Linked DNA regions of Mus musculus: region 2 is linked to region 1. Evidence: chromatin contacts called from public HiChIP or PLAC-seq data. All regions are on one chromosome and are shown on one strand. Each heading gives the region's core, a stretch centred on a gene start, on an enhancer-like site or on the middle of the called end of the contact. The rest is flanking DNA. Distances are from core to core; before and after follow the strand shown.

Evidence for each region. HiChIP or PLAC-seq counts read pairs in DNA pulled down with a chosen protein or histone mark.
Region 2: an H3K27ac HiChIP or PLAC-seq map of large pre-B cells shows a contact between it and region 1, with 5 times the contacts expected there. The contact joins two enhancer-like sites. A contact is called at or near these places in 1 of 484 Hi-C or Micro-C datasets (nephron progenitors) and 1 of 115 datasets of contacts at active chromatin or transcription factors (large pre-B cells).

What each region holds. Positions count from the first base shown.
Region 1 is chr11:67,992,216-67,999,174 of GRCm38.p6, reverse strand. The region is part of intron 4 of Stx8 (syntaxin 8); the gene reads right to left. Among named protein-coding and RNA genes, the nearest start is that of Stx8, 29 kb to the right of the region's middle. Within about 2 kb of position 3,759, at least 5 of the 459 cell types and tissues checked have an H3K27ac peak or open chromatin away from gene starts, as enhancers often do.
Region 2 is chr11:68,515,421-68,522,379 of GRCm38.p6, reverse strand. It overlaps Pik3r6 (phosphoinositide-3-kinase regulatory subunit 5), which reads right to left. Exons shown (of 20, transcript NM_001081566.2): 2 at 2,093-2,188. The coding sequence starts at 2,105. Among named protein-coding and RNA genes, the nearest start is that of Pik3r6, 16 kb to the right of the region's middle. Within about 2 kb of position 2,404, at least 40 of the 459 cell types and tissues checked have an H3K27ac peak or open chromatin away from gene starts, as enhancers often do.

The DNA.
Region 1 (6,959 bases), core at 2,510-5,009:
TGTGCGAGCCATCCACAGTGTGCTGTGCACCTGTAGACTGTTCATCTGTATTGGCTGTGTAATATCAATGTCTGAATATACTATTAGTCTACAGAGTTCCCTGGGCTCTTTCCAACGGGAACTTTTAAGAACAGCCCTGCTATAAACATTCTTTCTGAGTCTGTGGAACAGTTCCATTTGAGTGGGTGTGCAGCTTCTAAAGAGACTGTACTTATGCAATCTCACCAGTAGTATATGAGAATTCCAGCAAATCCCAGAAACATCCGGTTTGCCCGGCAAGGTAGCCGAGCTGCTCTGGTAGGTATGGCGGTGTAGCATCCTGGTTACAGTCTGACTTTTCTGATAACTGACTAAAGCCAACACCTTTGTATACAATCATCACACACCATCTCCTTTGTGAAGTCCAGGGTTAAATCCTCTGCTGTTGTCTTTCTAATGTCGTCTGCCTTCAGGCTCTTTATTTATGGTTGAAATATTTTCCATATCAGATGAATACCCAGAACATACTGATCTCCACTCTAGTTTGTCTTTACTGTTTGTAGTCTTTGGAAGACAGATTTTGATGGAGTCCATTTCTTCATGTGTTTATTTCCTTTGTGTTTAGTGACTTGGATGGCCTAAAAAATCTTTGCCTGTACCACAATTGTGAAGACCTTGGGATTTCTACTAAATGTTCATGTGACCTTTCATGTTTAGGTCCACAGGTCCCTTTGGATCGGTGGAAACGGAGGCTTCGAGACTCCTTTCTTCCCTGTGTGGACATCAGTTGATCTAATGCTACACCTGTTATGCCACCTCTGTGACCAGTCGGGTGACGACATGAGTGTGGGACTGGTCCTAAACACCCTATTCTGTCTCCTGGTTCACTTGCCTCTCCTTGTGCAACACCACAATGCAGCCTTAGCCCAGCTGCTGCACTGCTGTGTCTTCTTGTCAATGCTGCCTTGGTACTGCTTGGCTCTTCACACTGTCGGTCATAGAAACTGTGGTAGAAGCCAGATTATCAACTGACCACACAGAAGCCAAAATTCATAAGGGAACTGTAAGTGGGTTAGTTCTGGATCTACAACCCCGTCTAAAGGAAGCAGACATCTTAACCACGCTGGGCGTTCCAATCGCTGGGTTTTCCTTGGTTCCTCTACATGATGTTTCATGGTATTCCGTGTGAAGTTTTTATTAGGTTTATGCCCACATATTTCATGTGTGTGTGTGTGTGTGTGTGTGTGTGTGTGTGTGTGTTGCCTACATGTATATCTGTAAACTGTGAGCCTAGTGCCTATAGAGGTCAGAAGAGGACATCATATCTTCTTGAACTGTAGTTACAAACAGTTGTGAGCTGCCATGTGGGTGCTTAGAGTTGAACCCAGATTCTTTGAAAGAGCAGCCAGTGCTCTCAATCTCTGAGCCACCTCACCAGCTCCAATTTCACATTATGTTAATAAACATTGCTGCAGGGCAGATAAAGGGTTAATACCTAGTGAGCAATCAGCAGGAACCCTGACACTAAGCAACATGCCCCGCTCAGTTATTTTCAACAATATAATAAAGGCCAACTTCACATTTTTTACCATTGTGCATTTTGTTGCTGCTGCTTAACCTGGAAAGCCTTTGGAAAGCCCAGGCTGCTGCTTCCAATCACTTCCCAACAGAATGCTTTCTTATATCCCCCCTGGAAATAACAGATACATCAACGACTTGATCGATGACCTAGAGCTGCAATAACTAATAGTCCTTCAAAGTTCAAGGTCTTCGGTTTCATTGCTTGATCGAGCATCCACATAGATAAGGTCTCCTTATAACTGGCCTTCATTCAGAAGTCAACTCGACCATTAGAGAAAAATGCCAATCCAGAGTAACAACTACAGAGAACCCACCAAGCAATAACTGGCCTCAGAAGTGCGTACACAGCCCAGACGCCTCAGACAGCTGCTCGGCCACGCTCAGAGTCAGCTTCGGAATGTTCAAGAGCAAGCTTAAACTTTGCTTAACACTCTCCAAGGCATGCTCCTAACAAAAAAGGATCACACACACAGTGAAGAGTGAAAAACACACATCTGTGTGAAGAAAGAGAGGTTAGAGACAGGAGCCTGGAGGCATGTGTGCAGGCACACACGGGCGGAATCTCTCCAGAAGGACACACAGACAACTGTCCAAGACGGCTGCCACCAGGAAGAAACGGGGAAAGTGCATGTTGGAGCTGAGCGAACCTTTGTTGTCACTGATAGTTCTTTCCACAGCTGGACATTTTGTTGCTTAACATAGTACTTTAAAATTTTACCATTAATCTATAACCTATGTAAACATAAAATTATAATGGTGCAAACATATAAGCAATAGTATATTATTTTAAAATATTCTTCAAAAACAAATACTCTATTAAATTGCCGTAAGTCACTGCAATATTCCAAAGTGTCAAAATTTTGGCTTAATAATCTCAACCAAATCGGTTAATAAAGATGTGGCTCAGTGGTGAAGTACTTGCCTGGCATACATGAGGCCTTGGGTTCAGGGGGGGAAACTCTGAGCCCTAAGAAAAAATCTGTCATAAGACATATGCAACTTTCCTCCCCAAAAAACCATGGTCACTCCCTGGGGCAGTAGCTCAGTGGCACAGTGAACTTTTTGCGAGGCCCTAAACATGATCCCCAAGGCCCAACCCCAAATAACAAAACTGTTCGCCATGTTCACCACATGACTAACATCAGACCACTAGTTAATACAGAGCAACAAAGCAGGTGTACCAGGGGCGGCAGTTATAGCTTAAGTGGCCGAGTGCTTGTCGAGACATACAAAGCCTGGGTTCAATCCCCAGCAGGGTGTAAAACAGGCATGGTTGCACACACTTGCCACCCCTGCTCTTGGAAGGCAGAGGCAGGAGGATCAGAAGTTCCAAGGCCATTCTAACTGGCTACAGAGAGAATACAAGGCCAGCCTACCGTACATGATGCCTTGTCCTGAAACAAAAGCAAAACAGATGTTCCAATACAAAGGGTGTGCCAGACTGCTTAAGCCCCTCCCCTTTTCAAATCCTCCTATGACTGCAATACTGTATGAGTCCACACACCGAATTCACTGGTCACAGTTCTCCAGCTTCTGAAGACAAAGTCGGAAGCTACTACCTCTCAAAACAGTTAAACAGGAATTAACATAGGATGCACAAGATCATGTCTGCAGAAGAAAACAACACGAGAAATTATGTGTATGTGTGAACATAATTGTAAATGTGCATATGTGTGTGTGTTAATGTGACTGTGCTTGTGCATATGTGCTCATATCTGCATGTGTTATGCATGTGCGTATGCTTGAGTTACATATGCTAGTGTTCAAACATGTAAGTGTATATGAGTGTGTTATGGAACTGGGTTATATTGTGCAAATTACTCATCAACTCCTGAGGAAGAAGTGGGAAGTGGAAACATCCCAGCTTCTTATAAAGACAAAATTGGGGGAGGGAGGTTGTGTAAAAGCAATGATCTAGCAAATGGAGCTTAGCATAAATAAAAGAATCCAAAGGCCAGTGAGCTACCTCTTCTCTAGGACAGAAAGAGCAGGAAATAAAAGTCCTTCCTTTGGTCAAAGAATTGGGGATGAGCCTCTGGCTCTTCAAGAAATATCACCCTGACAAGGGCTGCACACCAAGAGAGCCGGGGAAGAAAGCTGAGAAGCCCCCACCGTCTGCTCCTTCAGCACCCCTCATCTCTTCCCATTTTCAGAACATCAACTCTGGTCAAGGCTCTGCCCCCTGGAGAACATGACTGTCTTCATTTTCAGTTCAGAACAACATCTAGCTTGACTAACCAAGCCAATCATGGCAATTCAGAGACATCTTGGTTTCTGGTCTTATTGGGTCATGTGACACAGGCTACTCGATTTCAGTTTTAAGCCAAAGCTAATTGTGAAGTTCCCAGGAGGGGGTTCGTTACTCTTAAAAATAGTAAAACCTGGGCTGGAGAGATGGCTCAGTGGTTAAGGGCACGTAACTGCTCTTGCAGAGGACCCAAGTTCAGTTTCCAACATCCACATTAGGCATCTCACAACTGCCTGTGTCTGGCCTCCATGGGCTCCTGTACACACATGGGGCACATAAATTCATGCATACACATACACATAAAATAACAAATTTTCTTTAAGTGAAAACTGGGAAATGAGGTGATGGCTCCGTGGGAAAAGCACTGGTCACGCAGCTTGAGGTTCAGATCCCAGCACCCATGTTAACACCAGGCAACAAGGGATTCACTTGGACTCCCAGCATGCAAGAGGCAGAGGCAGAGGCAGAGGCAGAGGGAGAGACCGGGGGGGGGGGGGGTGTCTCCAGAACAAGTTGGGTAACCAGACTAAACAAATTGGCAAGCTCTGGGTTTAGTGAGAGACCCTGCCTCCAGATGTAAGTTAGAAAATGAAGATATCTGACACTGACCTCTGGCCTACACCCCCCTACACACACACACACACACACAACTGTGAACATGTTAGCACACATACACACATGCATACACAAACATGCAAAAATAACTGGAAAATGTAAGAATCAACAGAAAATCTATTAAAAGCAGAATTAAGAAAGTGGCGATAGCCGGGCATGGTGGTGCACGCCTTTAATCCCAGCACTTAGGAGGCAGAGGCAGGTGGATTTCTGAGTTCAAGGCCAGCCTGGTTTACAAAGTAAGTTCCAGGACAGCCAAGGTTACACAGAGAAATCCTGTCTCGAAAAGAAAAAGAAAAAGAAAGTGACTATTGTGTTAAGAGCAGACATCAGGTATCAAAAGCCTGTGTGCACAAAGGGGAACATAAAACAGCAAGGAGACTAAGAAAGAAGGCACAAGCTTGCCCTTCATCACGACACTTGGGAGACAGAAAGAGGTAATCGATGAGTTTGAGGCCAGCTTGACACACAGAGCAAGTTCCTGGCCAGCCACCATACATTGGAACAGAGCTGGCCTATAGACTGCAGAGCTGGCACGCCAGCAGAAAGAACACAAAGAACACATTGGGGATGAGCCTCTCAGGTGGCCCACAGGAATGTGTCACATGACAAAGTCAGCACCTCAGCCTTGAAAAGCCGCAGTCAGACACAAAACTACAAAGGCCAAATTGGAGAAGAGTGGGGTTCATGTTCTCCATCAGATACTTAACAGTTCCAACTGCTTAAAATTACTATTATTACTAATGCTGTGTGTATAGGATGGGGTAATCAGAGAACCCTCTGTAGAGTCAGTTCACACCTTCTTTCCACTTTTCTGTGGGTTCCAGGATCAAACTCAAGTTGTCAGGCTTGTGTAGCAAGCACTTTATCCACTGAGCCGTCATCTAGCCAGCTCAGTTGTTTTTGACTATTAAAAGCCACAATCCCAACACTTAGGAGGCAGAGACAGGCAGATCTCTGAGTTCGAGATCAGCCTGATCTACAGGTGGAGTTCCAGGACAGCCAGGGCTACACAGAGAAAGCCTATCTGGGGAGTGGAGAGCCATGTTTCTTTAGAACTTAGGTCACTGTAAATGCATGGTGTAGGTGCATGCAACTTTTCTAAGATAGCACGTGACAAATCTCTCCTTGGGGAAGCTGAGTGCACAGGCAAACAGGTGCAGGAACTGCTGACACAGGTCTGACTGGTTCTGACTTAGTGGGTGAGAGTTTCCAAATACCCAGAATTTCCAATGCGTATGGCCTCAGAACGAGCCTCCACTTCTGAGATTTTCTTCAGAGAGACATTCTGACACACGAGAAATTGCCCACATTTCAGATTATCTGCTGAGAGACAGTCTCGCATATCCCAGACCAGTACTGAACTTCTGTGGTAGAAAATATTGAACTTTTTTATAATAGAAAGACAAAGATACAAAATATAACTATTAATTAGTTAAATTAATTATGGTATGTGTACATGATGAAACATACTAAATACTAATATCTAATTTAATACTAATTCAATACTAATTTAATACTAATAACTTTATACTAAAATATCAACTACAAATCTGAATGGGAAAAATCTCTTGAGATATAATCATATATAAAGTATGTATGAAAGATGGTGGACTATAAGAGAATATACTCATGTTTATTGCTATAATCTTCAGAGACTCATAGAAGGATATGGGCAAAAACATTAATTACTTTGTAGGCGTGAGGGTCAAAACGGGAGGACTTTCCCTGAATCCTGGTAAATGCTTTTCAGATTTCCTAGCTACCCGAATATTTTACTCATGCTAAGTATCTTCTGCCTCTCCTAATGCTCTGGCCGGAGTGCAGCTAATAGCAGCTGCATCCATCTGGAAACCATGAGAGGCTTCGGACTGAACGGAAGGGACCACTCTGAGCAAGGCAGAGGAGGAGAGCGTAGGGACGGAGGGCAGCACCAGGCAGCTGAGTTAGCCAGCGTTTAATGTGGGGTCTCCTTCATGGGGATGCTTTCTTTAAGCAGACTTGGTAGTACCATCTGTTCCCTGTGGCTGAGAGAATCCTAACTGCATGATAACCGAACTTATTCCCCCCATGGGCACCTGAACTCACATGCAAACGTGTGACTGCATTTTCTTATAGACAGCCTAATTTCATTCTTCTTATGGCTTATAGCATTTAGATCCATTTTCTACTCTTCCATCACCACCTAGGCTGATTCCCAAGCACAGCCATCACGCATGGTGCTGGTTTAAACTCAGGGATGCAAGTATCTAGTATATGATGGTTTTGGTCCCTCTAGGTCTATTCCTTTTTTTTTTTTTTTTTTTCGGTTTTTCGAGACAGGGTTTCTCTCTTTAGCCCTGGCTCTCCTGGAACTCACTTTGTAGACCAGGCTGGCCACAAACTCAGAAATCCACCTGCCTCTGCCTCCGAGTGCTGGGATTAAAGGCATGTGCCACCACACCCAGCCTTTTTTTTTTAAAAAAAAAAGATTTATTTATTTATTTTTATGTTTATTGGTACGCTGTAGCTGTACAGATGGTTGTGAACCTTCATG
Region 2 (6,959 bases), core at 1,155-3,654, 520 kb before region 1:
GGCTATATCTGTAAACATCAGGGATGGTAGGTAGCTCCAGGTAAGCCATTAAGGCTGAGGTATCCTGCACTCTGCTGGTTATCAGGCAGCCCCGCGAAGTGGCTATGAGGCGCCCACATTCTCCAGAGTGTGATCATTGCCATCTCTGAAGCCCCCACTTTCCTCCCAACTCTCACTCATCCCTGAGAGGCAATTGTCTAGGCCCGATTCCCAGCTTCCCCAAATCTGAAGGTTCACAGAACGTGACAGCCATGTCTACCCACCTAGACACTCTACTGAGCAGGGCCCCATCTCTCCAAATTAGCCAGGGATTCACTTAGTCTGGCATGACGAGTGCTCCAACCTGCCCTCTCATCTACCATCTCTACCTCACATGAAGATTTAATGAAGTTATTTAATGAACGTAATGCTAGGTGAATCATTAGTAAATTCGTTGTCTTTCTCCCTCCCCCTTTCCTCCCTCCCCTTCTTTCCCTCCCTCTCCTCCCTTCTCTATGCCCTTTGGTTTTTGCTTTTCCTTTCTTCCTTCCCCTCTCTCCTTTCTCCTTCCCTGCTGTGTTCTTTCTTTCCATGGCCCTCTCCTGACTTCTCTCCATTGAACTTTTAGTCCTTCTTTTATCCCCCTCCCTTCTCTCTCCCTCCCTCCTTTCTTCCCTTTCTTCTGTTCCCCCTTTGTCCTTTGACTACATGAAAAGATTTAAACCAGTGATAATTCTGATCTGTCTCTGCCTCTGCCCATCCCCCATGTTTCAGAGAAAAAGAGAAGTTGCCAGTCGGTCCTGGAGACAATCTCAAACAAATGCTGTTTTTGAAAGCTAGGACAGAGTCATGCTTTGGCCCTCTACTGGCTTGTGTTGACATGGTCTGCTCAGGCTTGTGTTGTATTTTCTGAAAACTGACTTAGGAATCAGGAAGTTTGTATAAAAATGTATATGCCTGGCATCTCTTGCAAATCCATGGACGCTTTTGTGAGTCTTTCTGATAGGGATGATGGGCAGGCGCCGGGAAACAGCAGGCCCGGGATTCAGCATGGCTTCTCTGCTTTTTCCCCACCACCTTTCCTGTCTTCACTGGCTTCCATTCCTTGTCTGACCGTGGAGACCCCAGTTATCTAACTGAGCTGACCTGGGTTGTCCAAAAGGAGACGGAGTGAAAGGTAATATTCTCCTTTCAAGGAGGTGAGACTTCTTAAGACCAGGAGGAAAAAAGTGTTACAGAGTCTCAGGGAAAAGGCACCGGAGCACCAAGCACTGTGTCTTTGGATGCCACATAGAAACCTTCTGAACCAACTTTTCCCAGAGCACAGGAAGTCTTCATCTCCCTTTAGGCCATACAACATGGTTGGCCACTTCAGGAGGCCCCAGCCAAATAGAAGGCCCATCACTGACTCTCCCCAGTGCCCAGGCCTTGCAAGCCCAGCTCCACAGGGGAAGGACACACTCTTGATCTTGGTGATGCTGGATATTACAAGTATACCTTATATTATTATTATTATTATTATTATTATTATTATTATTTTGGATTTTTCAAGACAGAGTTTCTCTGTGTAGCTTTTATTGTCTTAGAAGTCACTCTGTAGACTAGGCTAGCCTCAAACTCACAGAGATCTGCCTCCCAAGTGCTGGAATTAAAGGTGTACACCATCACCACCTGGTAAAATTAGGTATTATTAATATTTCAACACAATGCTAACTGTTCATCAAATCAAGGTAGACAGGAAGACTACATTTCCCAGACTCCCTTGTGGTTAGAGAAGAGCAGCGCAACAAATTCTGACCAATGGAATGTGATAGAAGTGAAGCCTGTCATTTGCAGGACTGACCCTAGAATTTCACACCTTGTACCCATACCGTTCCCACTGAGCCCTGGAAGATGGTGCCACAAGATTGTATCCTCAGATACCAGAAGACTGCTTAGAGCCTAGACTGGACTGTGATTCCATGTAAAGTGAGCATTGCTGAGCTATTCTGAGATGTGGGGTCATTTGTTACATCAGCTAGCATTCCTTGACTGACTTATAGATGTACAAAATATTTCTTCACTGAGCAGCCAGGCCTTCTGGACACGCCCTCCCCCAACCCTACACACTGACCTGAGCTCTCCATGGAGTCTGTCCTGTATGGGGGAGGATGTGGTCGTCTCAAGCAGCAGAGCAGAACGTAGAATGGTGGTTTCTACACAGAGATTTCTGTAAAATAAGAGGCAGCCTGTTAGTGTGCATAGGAAATGCAGGTGTAACATCCAGGATCCCTGCCTGCCAGCCGCAGCTGCAAACTCCAAGCGGGAGACACGGGGCAGCTACCTAAGCATTCTAAACAGTTCATAGTATCAGGAAGAGGGCAGAAGGGAAACAGAACTCAAGGAAGAATGATCTAGTAATGAGACTTCTGCTTTCCCCCTTCTTCCATAACCAGCCTGGCATGACGCCAGTCCAGCAGTCTAAGAAAAGAGTTAAAGGTTGGGGGTGGGGTGAGGGTGGGGCACCTGAGAGATGACTCGGGAGTTAAAAGTCTGTACTGCTTCCTCACAGGACCAGAGTTCAGTTCTGGCATCCATAGTGGACAACTCACAACCACCTGTAACAAGTCAGGCTCCAGGGAATCCAATGGGCTTGCTCCATGGGTGTCTGCACTCTCATACATGCACACAATCCCCCCCTCACCCTCAGTTTAAAAAGAAAAAGCCCCTGTTTGTTGTCTGAGCTGCAGAAAAGACCTCTTTAAACTTGGGAGATGGGGAACTCCTTCTCACGCTTTCATTTTCTGCTATAGCCCCAGGGACTCATGCAATGCTTAGAGCAGTGGTGCTGGACGTGGTGGCTTAAAGATGCCAAGGAGTCAAAAAAAGGGAAGCGCATCTCTCCAAGCCCAGAGTTCATGATCCTGAGAGCTGAAGAGGAATCTGCTACCATTCCTGTCTGTCAGAGGAACAACCAACAAAAAAGAACAAACTACAGGAGTATTAATAAAAATGTCAGATCTCGAGATACAACAATAACTACATTAAATGTAAATGGCCTAAATTCACCAAGAGAAGGTTGCCAGAATGGGTAGCCTGAAGAAAAGGTTTGGGGTTGCTTATTTGTTTTCAGATGGGATCTCACTGAGTAGCTCTGACTGACCCCAAGTTAATTATGTATTCTAGGCTGACATCAAACTTGCAGCAATCCTCCTGCCTCTGCTTACCAAGTGCAGTGATTAGTAGAGTGCACCACCAAGCCTGACTTGCATGACATAAAGGTAAGCAGAGTTAATTCTATGCTGTCTACAATAAAGTTTAAACAATAGTTTAAATAAGCTAGTTACAAACAAAAAGATATACCATGAAAATACGAAGAAAATTAAAGTTAAGGAGTCTAGGTGGCTATATGAATGTAAAACAAAGTACATATCAGAAGAAGAAATTTACTGGGAATAAAGAGGGACATTATAAAATGATAAAGACTCAATTCATGAGGAACATGCATATAGTTGTGTGTGTGTGTGTGTGTGTACCTGTGTGGCTTCAAAATTCATGAAAGAATACCTAGTAAAATTAAAGCATAAGTTGAAAAATCTACTATTATAGTTGGAAATGTCAGCTTGTCTCTCTCAGTAACTGATAGTCAAGAAAAAAAAATCAACAGAAATGTAGAGATATTGGAGCGGAGAGATGGCTCAGTGGTTAAGAACACTGACTGCTCTTGCAGAGGACCTGGGTTCAATTTCCAGCACCTACATATCAACTCATAATGTCTGTAACCTCAGTTACATGAGCACAAGGCATACATGTGATGTATATGTATAACATACAATAAAAACACCTCTACACATAAAATGAAGAAATCTTAAAAATAAGGTAAAATTAAAACGCATCTTTTCAAGAAAGATAATAGAGACACCAAATAACATTAAATAACAGTACCAATCAACTGAATTTAATTAACATCTATAGAATCTTATAGACAATAACCACTGTATGGAAATTATTTTAAAATGTACATAGTATGTCCAGCAGGATAGGTCTCGAACAGGTTGTATAAACCTTAACACACTTAAGATAATAATACAATACAAAATAAGTTCACAGACCCTAATAATAGTAAACTGAAAATAAAAAACATGAATATAACTTTTGAAAAGTCTTCAAACATATAAAGAAATGTATTTCTTTGAAAATGTTTTCTAAAGGTTTATTTGTAGTGTACATATGGAGAGAGGGAAGGAGGCTTGTGCACCTGAGTTCAATGCCTATAGAGTCCAGAAAAGATCCCTTGGAGTTGGAGTTTTCAGTGGTTGTGAACCACCCAGTATGGTGCTGAGAAACAGACATGGGTTCTTTGCAAGAACAGTAAGTAGCTGCTGAGCCACCCCCCTAGCCTAGCATCTCTCTCTAAATCATGCATGAACTTAGAAAACAGAGTACAGGGGAACATTTTCCAGCCCATTTCAGAAGTCTCTCATAAACCAAAACCAAACAAGGATAGTACCAGAAGAAGAAGGAGGAGGAAGAGGAGGAGGAGAAGGAAGAGGAGGAGAAGAAGGAAGAAGAGGACAGGAAGAAAAGAAACAATATCTCTTATGCATATATATGGAAAAATAGTCAACCAAGTATTAGCAATATATGGACAGTAATACATAATGGCTTGATGAATTTATCCCAGGCATGAAATGCTAACTCGATATTTGAAAACCAATCAATGTAAATCTACTATGGTGAAGACTAAAAATAATCACATAATCCTATCACTTGATAGCATTTGACTATCTCAGTGATCATGGACGACAAAAGCTCACGGGGGGTTAGGAGCAGGGGGATTTTATTACTATGATAAAGAGCATCCAATAGCACAGGACAGAAGTGAGGTGTCTGTCTGCTGCTACCATTGTTAGCCAACTTGACATTAGAAATCCTTGCCAGGGTAATATGGAGGAAAACAGCCACACATACCAGATTGCTGCATTGTCGAAGGAACTCCCGAGCTAAAGCCAGTCTACAGTATACGTATTGGAAGGAGGAAATAACCCTGCAGGTAAATGATTATCTGCAGACATTGTGTTACTTACTTAAAATAACTGATATCATATAAATCATTGCTGGTTAAAAACCTTAGAACAAACAAAATGAATTCACACACACACACACACACACACACACACACACACACACACACACACACACTCTTAGGGTGAACAGAATGGCTAAGTAGGTAAAAGTACTTATGGCCAAACCAATGACCAGAATTTAGTTCCCAAACCCCACATGGTGGAAAAAATTTCATTCCTGTTGGTTGTCCTCTGACCTTCATATACATGCACAATGCACATGGAAACATTTAAATAAATGTAATAAAAACACTTTTAAAACATCCCTTACAACTAGTGAATAATTTAGGTAGGGGCACAAGAAGCAAGGACACATCGCACACCACCAGACATATCTTTATATACTAAGAATGAGCAATTGAAACCCCTAATTTAAAACATATGATCCTTTGAAATAGCATCAAAATTAACAAACAAAGAAACACCAGGGTATAAATCTAACAAAACATGTGGAACCTGTAGATGAGAATGCTAATGAAATAATAAGACATACATAAATAAAGAGGCCTGTTAGGCTCACAGTTTGGAAGATCTCTTAAGATGTGAGCCTTCCCAGGCTGATGTATGGATGAATGAATCCTAACAAAAATGTCAGCAGAATTTTTTTTTTATAGTTACATATAAGTAGAAGCTGAGACTTATAGGGACAGGCAAAGAAATTGAGGTAGCCAAATAATATGGGGAAAGAATGTTTTTGGTGGGGACTCATTCTTCATTTTTCTTCATTTTAAGAATGACTACAAAGATATTAGTGAAAGACCAGACACATTATTTCAGATTTTCACAGTTGAGTGCTTATAGCCTGGCCCCTCTTCTAGTTCACTCTCTCTGCTTCATGCATGTGCTTAAGGATGTAAGCTTTCTGATCCTGCTGCCATGCCTCCCCACCGAGGTAGAGTGACTCTTATCCCCCTGGAACCTTAAGCCCAAATAAACTCTCTTTTCCCTAAGTTGCTTTTGGTCATGGTGTTTTATCACAGCAACAGAAAAGTAAGTAATACAGTAGGGAAAGGTGCTTGCAGACAAACCTGCCCACCCATGTCTAATCCCCAGAGCCCACAAGATGGAAGAAGAGAATCAACTCAGCCCACAACTTATCCTCTGCTCGCCACAGACACACTGTGGTCCACATGCATACATATATGGGTACAATAAATAATAAAATGTAATTAAAAAAATCTTCATGTCTGTCTTCCTCTCTGGGTGATAGGAACTGCTAAACTAAGTTCCAGCCAGCCAAAGCTAAATAAAGAGACCCTGCCTCAAAATAAATAAAATAAAATAAGATTCTATGGTCTGGGCACGGTGGACACTTGTAGCACAGGCTGCTCAAGAGGCTAAGATAGGAGAGGAGGCACGTGTGACCTAGGAGTTCAAGGTCAGCCTGGGCAACAGAGCAAGACTTTGCCTCAGATAAAAAAACAAACAACAGCTGAGCAGTGGTGCTGCATGCTTTAATCCCAGCACTCGGGAGGCAGAGGTAGGTGGATCCCTGAGTTCAAAACCATCCTGGTCTACAAGTCAAGTTCAAGGACAGCCAGAATTACACATAGAAACCATGTCTTTTATATAAAAAAAAAAACAACAAAAATAGAAACAAACAAAAAAAAAACAAAGAAGGCATTGACATTGGAATGTATTGTGAAAAAGTCAAGCATAAAAACTTAGCCATGATGTTTGGGGAAGGGGATATGAGGGAGGGGGATATGATTCATTGATGGCAGATGATCAGAGCCATGTTGAGGAGGTAAATGAGCTGCTGGGCACAGGGAAGACTTAGGTTTTGACACCACACCCTCAGTGTGGAAGCAAAGGGAAGCTTCTTACATGCGAGGCAGGAGGTCAGGTTTCCATGGTCTCCCTCTTATCCATGTG